Regions from separate parts of the Mus musculus genome. Here region 2 is linked to region 1. Evidence: chromatin contacts called from public promoter capture Hi-C data. All regions are on one chromosome and are shown on one strand. Each heading gives the region's core, a stretch centred on a gene start, on an enhancer-like site or on the middle of the called end of the contact. The rest is flanking DNA. Distances are from core to core; before and after follow the strand shown. Region 1 holds the start of Rtp3 (receptor transporter protein 3). Region 2 holds the start of Lrrfip2 (leucine rich repeat (in FLII) interacting protein 2).

Region 1 (3,627 bases), core at 507-3,006:
GGCTCACAGCCATCTGTAATGGGATCTGATGCACTCTTCTGGTGTGTCTGAAGACAGTGTACTCACATATATAAAATAAATAAATCTTAAAAAAAAAAAAAAAAAAGAAAGAAAGAAAGAAAAGAAATTCTTAAAAAAAAAAATTGGAGAGAGGCAAAGATTTAGTTTCACTACCAACTTAGCTCTCCTGTATAATGCAGGAGAGGAGGCAAGCCACCACGAGGTGAGCAAAGGAAGGCATAGTTAATTCCTGCTGCACATGGAGGCCCTAACTGTTGTCTTGAACACAGAGCCGTTTCTCCTAAGGGGACTACGTGAGGGTCTAGCAGTCCTCTGCTTGTGCTTCAGTCACCTGACCAGTACAAGCTCAGTGACATCCCTGTGACTAGGCATTCACCCTTTTCCCCAGGAGAGGCTAATGCAAGCCTAGCTTTAAACCTTTGTTTAAAGCTGACCCAGTTTATGTTCAGTTGTTGACTTATCAACAGTGAGTCCACAGCCGGCACCACAACTAGGAACAAACTCCCCTAACATTTGTACTTTCCATATTAGAAACACAGTAGCCTCCTTTCTCTCGGAAATATGTCAGCACCAGCCCTAGGGACTGTCTTACACAGTGAGACCTCTAGGAAAGACCCCAAACATGTGAGGAGCATAGCACCATTGACCATAAATAGAGAACTCCTATTTATCGAAAGCCGGAATAAGCAACTGGGGGTTGGGGGTGGGGGAGAGAAGGATACCCCATAGTGAAAAGCTGAAAAGGGGGAGAGCCAAAAAATAGAAACTGAACTACCTTCCCAAATGATGTAGTTAATTTATAACTGAGCAAATAACATTGAGAAACTAAATGAAAGCAGGGAGAAAAGACCATGGTGTGAGTCTGGCCATAAAGCTGTGATGTAGGGCAGAGGCGGTCGGGAGAAGCCTGGAGAAACTCAGTTTCCAAACCACAGGAAGCCCCTCCCCCCTGGTTTCCTTCTTTTCTTCCAGGCTGCGGAGCGTCCAGTTTGGGAAGCAGCCAGGGCAATCAGTTGATAGGAAGACCCACCCTATCTGTGGATGGAATCTCGGGGTGTAGACACTCCCAATCTTGTCTGCCTTAAATAGAGTACTGCCTGATCCAACTGTGCTCCTCTCTGCCTTCCTCGGTTTAGGGTGATAGTGAGCCAACCTTCTTGTGGAGGAAGGCAATGGGTTCCTGTTGGTCTTGGACCAGCAGCCTTCCACTCATCTAGGGACACATCACCTAATCTCCCAGGCAAACACTGGCTGCACCAGCTTCGATTTCTGGTAAGTGGAAAATTTGGTTGGGCCGGAGACCTCCGGGGTCAGGCTGTGGTTGGTGGGCGCGGGGAACAGCTGGATGTCTACAGATCACCCACCATCCTCCTGAGATACTAGGTGTGACTGAGGACTTCCCAGAGTGTGGGACTCCCAGGGAGGCCTCTTTTGCCTCAAGTAGGAGCTCAGCAGCACAAAAGATGAAGATTTCCAAATGTTAAAACCAGAAAAGGCAAGAGTAGCCTCCAGCCCTTTCAGAGACTCTGCCAGAGGCCGCTCATCCCTGCTTTGGACTCCAGAACTTTCTCCCTCACTAGTGTATTGAGACCTTAAAAACCAAAGCTTGGAGTTTTGTGATTTCTTGTGGTTGTCCACTGCTGTCCTCTGAACTTGGGAACAGACTCAACTGACCTTTGTCCCTGGGACAGAAGGATCTGAACTACAGTCCCAATTCAGGTCCTCAGAGGGACTGCCAGCCTGAAGCCTTGCTGTCTGAGTGAACAATTCCCCTCTTGCCACAGATCTTTCTGGACCCAGAAGACCCTGCCCCAGCCTGGACCCAGCACTGTAGCCATGATGGAAGAAGACATAGGAGACACAGAGCAATGGCGACATGTGTTCCAGGAGCTAATGCAAGAGGTGAAACCCTGGCACAAATGGACCCTCATACCAGACAAGAACCTTCTTCCCAACGTTTTGAAGCCAGGATGGACGCAATACCAGCAAAAGACCTTTGCTAGGTAAGGGAGGTACCCATGCTAGAAGATTCTTGCTTATTTCTGACTGGTTTCTCTTCTCAGCTGTCCATGCTTGCACACTGAAGGACACAGGAAGGAATTCCAGCTTCATTAGGGACTGGGATTTCCCCTCCCCCATGACTGTGACCTTAAAACGGTGACAGAATCCAGGCTAGGATGAGACACTGTGGAAAAAGGAGGGAAGAATGGGGGCCTCATTTACTCAAGGGGAGGCCAGCCAACGTTTTACACTTTCTTTTCCAGGAGAGAAAGAGGGTGCCCCAAGGCCCAGGGATAGAGGTAGGAGAACATAGAGGTTAGAGACTCGGGATCTGTCACACCTGCTGCTGTCTGTGAGGGGACTGGACCATTCTCAGCCAAGAGATGTCTTGGGAGACTCCAGAACAAAGCCTCAGTTGGCTTATTTGAGAACTTGGGACTCAGGACTGGCACACAGCGGAACTGGAGTGCTGAGACCAGGCCCCATCTGTGGTTGGCTGCTGGGGACAGCTCAAGCCTGTATGAAAAACTGAGTGAGGGTAACTCTCAATTAGTGCTTTTCATGGGGCTCAGAGCTAGCTTGTCAGCATCTCCTCTCAGTTTATTGCCACATTTGCCCTAAGATGGCAGCCTAGGATCAAAACATAGTAAAAAAAAAAAGAGGGGGGAGGGGGGCTGGAGAGATGGCTCAGTGGTTAAGGGCACTGACTGCTCTTCCAAAGGTCCTGAGTTCAAATCCCAGCAACCTCATGGTGGCTCAAAACCATCTGTAATGAGATCTGATGCCCTCTTCTGGATAACAGCTACAGTATACTTACATGTAATAAATAAATAAGATAAATAAGTAAATAAATAAAAAAAAAGGGCCCTGGGACTGTAGCTCAATGGTACCTTTACTTAACATGTGCGAGGTCCTAGGTTCTGTGCCTAGAACTAGCCTGGGAGCTAGTCTGCCCAACCTCCTCCAATTCCTCATCTCAGACTGCAGATGCCCCTGTCTCAAGCAAAGTTAGGATCCACTGCTAAAAAAAAAAAATCCCAGGATTTAGCTAAACAATGGCTCCCAAGGTCACCTAAGCAAAGAAAGAGAAATCTCATAGCCTTGGGAAGATCTCACTGCTGCTCAAGTCTCATTGGCCAGCAGGTCCCGTGACCACAACATCACTGAACCGAGAGGGAGTTCATGAACTATTTGATGTGCAATAAATGTCTACGCCACACTGCAGTGTTCTGGCTTTGCACAACTCCTGTTCTAGCAAGCACAGGCTTCTTCCAGTCTTTCTTCACTGTTTCCAATAGGTATCAGAAAAAAAAACAAAAACAAAAACAAAACCCTGCCCTCCTGAGACAGGGTGTCATCCTGCACCTTGTTGAAGGCAAGCATTCAGAAATAATGTAAAATTCTCTGGTGCATGTAAGAAAAAGAATGAGTTGGGGGAGGGGAACCCACACAAGAAGAGAGAGCTGGAAGCCATGATCTCTGGGGATCCTACAGATCATGGAAGCCCTACCCCCCACCCCACCCCACAGCCCCAACCCCTATACCCCACACCTCAACCCCACCCCCACCCCCACCCCTACCCCACACCTCAACCCCACCCCCACC
Region 2 (3,402 bases), core at 612-3,111, 130 kb before region 1:
AAGCAAGGTTGTCCCTATAAAGAACTCTGGGATCCAAAGTTTTTTTGCATCTCATTTTGAAAGACTAAAATGATCAAATGACATTGCAGCACTAAAAAGTTACTTCAAGTTTGAAATTAGTCAATTCTAAAAATACACCAAAACTTCAACACAATTCCTTCCAGAACAGAAGTTAATATAGTCTCATTCAGCATCTTTAAGGATAGGATGGCAAAGTGCTGCAGCTTCCCACTCAAAAAGCTATTTTATATAGTACACAGTACTATTTCCTACCTCAGTGGTGGTAGCTCTCCTTCCCAATGACATTTACTTGGCTTCTAAATCCCTTCATTTGTCTTCCCACATCTGGTAAAAAAAAAAAGGGGGGGGGGACTTAAAAATCACAGCAGTCCAACAAAGTATTACAAAACAAAACATTATACAAATTTTAACGTTTGATTTCCATGCCATAGTGCATGACAATCACCACCCAGCAACAAACAGAACCAAACATTATACATCACTCGCTATAAAAAAAAAGAGTACAATTATCTAATTAAACGGGCAGAAAAGGTCTGGCTTTCCTCTATTTCAATGGGAAGATCCCGATCTACGAGTCAGAGTGTGACCTCACTTCCGACGTGAATCACACTTTCCGAAGTTCTTACTCGGCATGAGTGTATTAAATACGAGGTCATAGGATCCCTGTAGTTGTTAAACAGAGCATGATGTTGGTTAATCGGGGCTAACTCTGCAAGACATTGAAGCTACGGTAAACTTGGCCAACTAACTCTTACTGCAACACACATTCTTCAGCAATTGCAGCTTTTCACACCTACTGGGGAGAAAAAGTCCAACACTGATTAAGAATGTATCTGTCGATACCCTGACTGCACCTCTTCTCGCTGCGATAACACAACACGAATAGCAGTCACTGTTATCCTTACAGAGTTTTCAGTCAATCAAGCTACTGTAGAAAAACCGTGGCAAAAATGCTGAGTCACTAAATGGGAAAAGCAAAAGGGGCTACAAATACTGAAAGTTTGGGATACCCTTTAGCCACGTTTCTACGTTATATTTGTATGTCTCGAGGTGGGGAACATAATACACAAAGCAAACGCTTGAACTTTTCTCCTCTGGGTTCTCTTATGTCCCTTGCTTCCTGCTGGATATCCACAGCAAAGGGAAACCAGGCCTGACTGGAGCTATGAAACTCCACAATGTGGGTGTAAATAACGCCCGCTGTTAGTCAAGCATTAACCCTGACCGTCCTGCCCTGAGCCTGGTAAGCCCGCGCGCTTCAGTTCAGATCAAGAAGGAAGCAGGAGAGGGGGGAATCTCACTCAAAAAGCTACGCCCTCCACCGGCCTGACACCGTTCCCGGGGCGGCCCCTCCCGGGACAGACTGAGGACAGAGTCTGCGGGAGTGTGGCGCCGGGAGCAACGGGAGCTGGAGCACCCAGCTGTCCCAAGTGATGCCCGGTCCAAGGGGCGTAACCCCTTCTTCCCCCGCGGGGGGCGGGCGAAGCGGGAGCAGGGGACCCGCCGGGCGACCCCAGCCCGGAGCCGCCACTGGGCAGCGCCTGGAGACAGCCGGGTCCGCCGCCTGCCCTTACCTGCGTGTGGCGCGGGATGAGGCTGCGGCGCCGCCCGGAAGGGCCGGAGCGGCCGCCCGGGAGCCGGGAGAGGAGAGCGCCGGCCACACTCTGCACCCCCCCGCACCGTCCACCCCGCGGGCCGCAGGGAGACAAAAAGAAGGGCTCCTCGCGCCGCGGCCGGTCGTGGAGTCACACTGAGCGCGCCCTTCGCCCCGCGGCCGACACAGCGAACGCGACCCGGGACGAGCCGCAGCCCGAGCAGCGGCTGCAGCTGCGGCGGTGGCGGGGCAGAGGGGCGGGGCCACCGGCCGGCGACCCGCTCACCCGGAAGTACTTGTGGCAGGCGGCGGGGTAGCGGACGCGCGCGGCTCGGAGGCTACTGGCTGGACCGCGGAGCGCAGGGCTCGCGGGTGACGGGGAGGGAGACACGCTCGACACGCACTGGCTCAAGCCGGGCCTGGTCCCGAGCGTTGGTATCTGAGCGTTTCGTAACCGTACTTAGCCAGGTGGCCTCAAAGCGGTCTGGTGGGAGGTTTTGGGTGAGTGAGGCACCTGGCGCGCAGTCTGTGGGAAAGGATGTGGAGGGTGGGTGTGGCTGAACGAAATGAAAATACCTGTTTTTAAAGAGATTTCCACCTGAGGCTGTAGCGCAGGTAATAGGGTGCTTACTTAGCATATCTGTAACCTTGGGTGCCATTCCCAGCATAAAATCAGGTATGATGCTATACACCTGTTGTCCCGGGTACCCTGGAACCTGTGGCAGGGCAAAGGAGTTTGAATTATCACAGTGAGACCTGTACACATCACACACACGCGCGCACACACACAAACACACAGACCCAAATCGTAGGCATGTTCTTCAATCCCAAAAGTATCTGGGGAAGGCCCTCACGTTCAAAGTTCCAGGCACCGGAAGCCCTGATCATGCTCTCGGGGAAACTTGCCTTCTAATTGAGTAGATGAACTTGATCAGATAAACAAGGTAATGACAGATTGTCGTGAACTCAGCGGCAAGCAATGATGAGAACATTTTGAGGGTGAGGCCTCTGGCTGGAGAAGATGGTGAGAGAAGACCTCTGGCAGGAAGTGATAGCCGAGCAGGTATCTGGGGGAAAGGGCACAAAATGGTCTTAGGCACGACCTCCCATCTGCAAAAACTGCAGATTTCAGAAGCCCACGAATAAGCCCACGGATGACATGTTTGGATTTTGTCTGATGGCTTCTAAAAGGACTTTCAGAGCTGCCCGTATCCACTGAGATATCAAAGGCTTGATTAACCTTTCATGTTCACGGGGCTGCCACTGTGGGATCAATCAATCCTGGAGGTTCAGCACACAGAGAAAAGTGTGCTGAGAGAAACTGTGTGTCTGTCTGTCTGTCTACAATTGGCTCACAGACAGCAACTTTGGGTGGTATTTCCCTGGAGTCATGCTCCTTGGTTTTTTAAAGACATTATTAAATCTCACATAGACCTGGAATTTACCAGGTCGGCAAAGCTAGCAGCCACTCCAGTGCTGGGGTCACAGGCAAGCGCCACCACACCTAGCTCTCTTTCATTGTAAAAATAGGCGTTAACACTAGTGTTGTGAAGCAGCTTTAGAAGTTCGCTGTTACTTCTCCTTCATATTTTGCCACCTATTTGGCAACTGAAAACAAAAACGACTCCTCTTGTTGAAAGAGTCTATAATAAACGATTCGAAAGAATGTTGTAGACTGACACTCTTTGTCACAGCGAGGAGTCCCTGACTCAGGCTGTAACCCTGAATTACGTGGTAGGCAGTCGTTCTCGGCACATTAAGTCTCTCTTTCTGCCAAAAATATCTGT

Evidence for each region. Capture Hi-C pulls out chosen DNA fragments and counts their contacts.
Region 2: a contact with region 1 is called in a promoter capture Hi-C map of adipose tissue. The contact joins the promoter of Lrrfip2 here to the promoter of Rtp3 in region 1. A contact is called at or near these places in 17 of 39 promoter capture datasets (the 3T3-L1 cell line, 3T3-L1-derived adipocytes, the C10 cell line and 11 more), 1 of 15 datasets of contacts at CTCF or cohesin (CD8 T cells), 1 of 484 Hi-C or Micro-C datasets (CD4 T cells), 3 of 115 datasets of contacts at active chromatin or transcription factors (bone marrow-derived macrophages, effector CD8 T cells and memory CD8 T cells) and 3 of 9 other capture datasets (adipose tissue, bone marrow-derived macrophages and liver).

The regions. Positions count from the first base shown.
Region 1 is chr9:110,987,842-110,991,468 of GRCm38.p6, reverse strand. Rtp3 (receptor transporter protein 3) reads left to right here and starts at 1,756. Exons shown (of 3, transcript NM_153100.2): 1 at 1,756-2,024. The coding sequence starts at 1,858. It overlaps Gm10030 (predicted gene 10030), which reads right to left and starts at 1,970. Exons shown (of 7, transcript NR_152179.1): 1 at 1-1,970.
Region 2 is chr9:111,116,583-111,119,984 of GRCm38.p6, reverse strand. Lrrfip2 (leucine rich repeat (in FLII) interacting protein 2) reads right to left here and starts at 1,861. Exons shown (of 15, transcript NM_001374664.1): 1 at 1,596-1,861; 2 at 274-345.